Regions from separate parts of the Zea mays genome. Here region 2 is linked to region 1. Evidence: chromatin contacts called from public Hi-C data. All regions are on one chromosome and are shown on one strand. The core of a region is the stretch at or near the end of the contact, and the rest is flanking DNA. Distances in the headings are between cores, read along the strand shown.

Region 1 (2,624 bases), core at 48-2,547:
GTAAAACGACAGACATAAAACAGGGTCTATTTCCGACGGTTTTGAGGTTATGTCCGACGGCTTTGATCGTCGGAGATTCTATGTTTTACTATAGTGAGGTAGTCTAAACAGCCAAACAGAAATAATGAAACTAGATCATAAAAAGGGTGGACATGTGCAAAATACACATACTCATTCGTGCCACACCCCATCGCGCCATCGTTGGAGGTCACCACGCTTCGTGCCCCCGCGTGCCGCAATAGGAGTGTAATTTCTTTTGCGCGGTGTATTGTGAAGTGGCATTCTTAAAATAAAACTAGTTTTTTTTAGCGTTGGGGCTCTAGCCCATTCCATTTACTGTAACCAACAACCCCTAGCTATTGTATGCAGGGGAGGGCGGTCGTCTCCGTCAAAACTTTGAATCTCCCTTTTGTAAATTATCTAACCTCAAGAAAATTTAAATCACGTTGTCCCAATGAGCCAAGTCCCCAATATTTTTTTTTTTGCTATATTCACCATTGATCTTTACGTCAGTACGTGCGAAGAAGTTCTGATAAATGCAACATCTCTTTACGCGTGAACGAAAATTTCCAAGTATAAAGTTTGATATCAATACACACGCGTCACGCAGGAAGACGCGTTCTTCCGTATGAGAAGGTTAAGTTGCGACATTTGGCAGTGCATGATAGAGACTTTTATGCCCTTTGAAAGAAACATTAGAACTAAGATAAGCCTTCGAGGAACAACTAACTAGCTAGCTACTAGCTAGCTGTGTTCGGTAAAACCGAGTATGCATGTGTATGCATGCATGGAATGGAATAGACGACCGTGTCCGTCTGCCCGATACATTTGGAAGATTAAATTCCTACCGCCTACAAATTAAGCCAAGTCATCGCACTTTCTTTCTTTATTTAAAATCCAACATGCCGGGCCTCGCCATTTGGTTTGTTTTGCTTGGCTTTTGACTTTGTCAACGAGATTTTATTATAATATGCTTCCATGCATTCTCTCTCGCACACAGTTTGTTCATTGATTAACGACCACGACAGCCACATGCTCCCAAAGTAGTTGGGCCTGATTTATGTTCATCCGAGATGCCCGGAGACGGCCTCGCTCGGTTTTGAATACTACTCGGTAGCCCAATATAATCGTTCTTCTTTTCTCTCCATGGAGCACATCACCGGAGATAGATTTCATGATATTTTTTCTTCAGTGGAATAGTTTCGACCTGGCAACCGCACGTGGCTGTCAGCAACCCGGGCACACAGGAGAAGGCAAGGGCGGAACAAGCCACGACGGCTGAGCCAGAACGAAGGACGGGCCGGCGCAGCCGAAGGCCCAGTTCCAGGATCGCGGGAGCAGAGTGGATTCGTTAAGCGCCAAGGCCCAAGTACCTCATTGCTAGTTGGAGGCTGACTGTAATAAATAGAAGAGACTTGTAATAAAACAAACGGTTTTAGTTCAGCAATCGAAATTTATAGCAGCGGCCACAGCGGCGATGGCTTCTCCGGCTCATCGTAGGTGAACCAACAGTGGTTGCTGACAAGTGGTATCAGACTCATCTTCCGGTCCTGGCGGCTTCTCTGCACTTTACGAGAAGTGCATGGATGGCAGGCGCATCGGATCCTAGCATCGCGGCGGCAATCGCGGCGCAGTCCAAGTCGATTGAGATTCAATCGAAGACGATGGCCAACCAGTCCAAGATCCTGGAACAGCTCTGCGATCGCCTGGAGTCTCAAGATCAGAGGTGGAGCGGCTTAGAAAAAGCAGTCAGCGCCAACGCGGACAACGTCGCCAAATTGCATGAGAAAATGGTTGAAGGGGAAATCCAGATCAGGCAGTGGCAAGCAGACCTGCGCGATCGTCTCGACAACTTTATTGCGAACACGACGACTCGGGTGGCCGTATTGGAGAACGTCACCAAGGTGTTCGAATCATGGCAGCCCCGAATCGAAGGATCTGTCGACACGATCAAGACGTCGGTCGAAGCAGTTCGTGTGGAGCTTGCCAGAGTCGCCCTTGTATTGGACCATGGTGCTTCTGAGCTTCGCACGGCGGGACCTGTCCAAGATGGATCGGCGTCGGAGCGTTTCCCGGCTGCTGGATGTTACGCTGAAGGCTCTGATAGGCACTGCTTGGTTCCTCGGCACCGGGAGTTTGGGTTCCGGGAGGTGCCACCCCAAACCAACTCCCGACTAATGGTATGAATGACAAAGGCCCAATTCCTCGCCATGTTTTTTCCTTGTATCATGATGCATATGTTCCTCCTGAGTTTCCATATCACCACAGAACACATGATTCTTCGGGGGGTTACGTTCATGGTTCTTCTTCATCATCGTTGGGCAGCCTTCCTAAAATGAATTTTCCATTGTTTGACGGAGAAAACCCCAAGTTGTGGCAATCACGCTGTGAATCTTATTTCCATATGTACGGAGTAGAGCTTAGCATGTGGGTGCAGGTTGCTACAATGCAGTTTGTTGGACCGACTGCACGTTAGTTGCAGTCCATAGAACCTAGATTGCATCTCATTTCTTGGATAGAATTTTGCACTCTGATCCAGGATAGGTTTGCTAAGAATCAACATCAATGGTTGCTTAGACAATTGTTCCATATTAGGCAAACAGGGGCTGTCTCATCTTATGTCG
Region 2 (2,624 bases), core at 90-2,589, 200 kb before region 1:
CATATCTAATGCACATGAAAGATTGGTGCACATATTAAATCATCACCACTCATTTTAGATCTAATGTCTCTGGTTGTTTGGTATATTTTGCTAAAAACACCCTCCAAAGTGGTGGTGTGTAGTGGTGGAAGGTGTTATTTGTAAATTGAATGATCAACCAGAGACGTTAGATCTAAAATGAGTGGTGATGATTTAATATGTGCACCATGTGCACCCATCTTCTATGTGCACTAGATATGTCCTCTCTCACAGCAGGCTCATGGAAATAAACAAAATTCGCCCTCTGGGTTCTTTTGGCACACCAATTCTGCTGGGATCCTCAGCTCATGGTAATGCAGTTAATTAAGGTTTACTCATGTCCCCTTTTTAAAGTAGAACTGAAGAAATGATGTACATACAGTAGCTAGGAAATCCTAATTTTGGCGCACAATTCCCTCAGTGACAAGAGGCGGGCGGAAGAGGGGAGATATAGATATACCGGGAGGCTACGAAACTCCTTGGTAAGCGTGGCGGGCTTCCCGACCTTCTTGTCGAGCGCCTTCAGCGCCTGCTTGCAGAGCCTCACCTCGTCGGCCGTGAGCAGCTTGGGGGGCGGGTCAGCGTCCGGGTCGAGCGGGTCAAACTCCGCCGCCGGCAGAGAAAGAGGAGGCGGAGTCGACGAGCGGCGGCGAGGGGCGGGGCCCCTGCCACCCCTCAGCGGCGTGTTCCCCGTGGCTTCGGTCTCGCGGCGGCGGCGCTTGGAGGCGTGGATGGTCGGGGGTGAGGGGGAGCTGGCGGGAGAGGCCGCGGGGGGAGTCGTCGGGGTCGCCGTGGCGGACGGTTTAAATAAAGCGGACGGCAGCAGGCCGCGGAAGTGGATGGGTTGGAATTCTCTGTGGTGATATGGGGTGGAAGATTTGACTTCGGAGGCAAGAAGACGACGGGTGGGTGACGCTGACGGCGACGAGAGCCGCGGGTGACGCTCGCTCGCTCTAGATCCGACGCGGAGCAGGTGGCCAGGCGCCGGCGGCGCGCGGGAAGGGACAGCACCAGCAGCGGGCTCGTCCTCGTTTTGAAATGGTGGCTTCTGCTCGCGGTTGCACGGGAGGGGAACCGGGGTGAATGGAATGGCGGACTCGACGGCGACTCGGCGAGGCGAGAGCCGAGAGGATACACGCAACGGAAAAGTAAAGCCGCTCACTGGATTCGAAACCGCCAGCAGTGGTGGGCCCAGGCCTACCATCAATGTCATGGTCTATGCACCTAGGCTATTTTCAATTGACGTTCTTTTTTATTTGTTGTGCTTTATTTTTATTTATTTATCGTGTTTTATTTTTTTATTTGTGGCGTTTTATTTTTAAAATAAACTTGCTGATGTAGCAAGGTATTTAATAAGATATTCGAGAACGAAAGTAGTATTCATTAATAATATAATATATAGAAATCTTTGTTGGTGTGACAAGGTATTTAATAGGAGTGAGAATTAATTGTATCTTAAGTAAGATACTTTTTTGACACAATATCTTAGGTTATGGTAAAAAAATGTTTGAGTCCATTCTTATCGACACAACATCACAACAATTAAATAGTTAAAACATATGCGTATGATACTGTTGGGGCCTTCTATGCCGAAGATCACTTGCCTAACCATTTTACTTCGACACAAGCTAGTGTGTTTTAGGAATATCTCTACTAATGGACGAAGCCAACCTTCGGCCAGGAAGACGTGCAGAGTAGCTTCGCACATGACGATCACTTGAAACTCGAAGATTAACGAGTGCACTTCAGAAATGTTCTTATAGGAGTACGAAGCCAAGCTTCGACAGAGAGCGACATACAAAAACACTTCATCTATATGCAAGCGGTAAAGACAGTGGCCGAAGACAGCAGCTTCAGCCAAATACTGAAAGAAAGAAGCAACTGAATGACGAAGGCTGGGACTCGTGGAGTCAAGGACGAAGAAAAGTACGTTGTTGCCCCTAAGTTGTTTGTAAATGACTTATGTAAAATTGGATGGATATTATTGTAAATCCATACTAGGTCAGTTCATCTCCCCTATAAATAAATGAACAGTACCTCGCATAAAGTACCTTTAGCTAGGTGCTACAGCTTCGCATAACTCAGCCTCTGAAACACCTTCGCGCTATCTTGCATCAAGAAGCCGAAGGTATGATTGTAAGCTTGTTTTGTATGAGAAGAGAAATAAGATGCTAAGGCATATGAGACGAGTTCTCATATCTCACTTTGTCATACTCTTCGCATTCTATTTGATTACATTCAACCTTCGTCCTCGAAGAGTTATCCTGGAGAGACAACATTTCAAGGACGAAGGCTTCTACCTTTTAACATTGTGTTGCCTTGTTTTTTATTCCATATAGCAATCGAAAACAAATGACCAACATTGGCGTCCACCTTCATATATCTCACAACCATGACAACCTTCATCACGATGAAGAGCATGACAAACCATCAAGCTTTGTCAACTTCCATGGAGAAGCTTACTCTCCCCATTATCGGGGGCTCAAGCTTCGAACCCAGTAATAAAAAGCAGAAGAAAGAAGCCAAAGAAGGGTACAACATGTTGGTGTCCAAGGACCCTTAATCAGGGCCAGATGGTCCCACATCTCCATTACTTTTTCTCAGGA

The links. Hi-C and Micro-C count contacts between places; a contact is called where the count stands out from the background.
Region 2: a Hi-C map of ear shows a contact between it and region 1, with 2.9 times the contacts expected there. The contact joins the promoter of LOC100382937 here to the enhancer-like site in region 1. A contact is called at or near these places in 3 of 25 Hi-C or Micro-C datasets (bundle sheath, ear and tassel).

Annotation. Positions count from the first base shown.
Region 1 is chr2:135,930,169-135,932,792 of Zm-B73-REFERENCE-NAM-5.0, reverse strand. No RefSeq gene overlaps it. Among protein-coding and RNA genes, the nearest start is that of LOC103646990, 21 kb to the right of the region's middle. Within about 2 kb of position 1,297, at least 13 of the 20 cell types and tissues checked have an H3K27ac peak or open chromatin away from gene starts, as enhancers often do. A contact at or near this core is called in bundle sheath and ear, where this site is marked.
Region 2 is chr2:136,132,219-136,134,842 of Zm-B73-REFERENCE-NAM-5.0, reverse strand. It overlaps LOC100382937, which reads right to left and starts at 1,339. Exons shown (of 9, transcript NM_001175623.2): 1 at 479-1,339. The coding sequence starts at 1,231.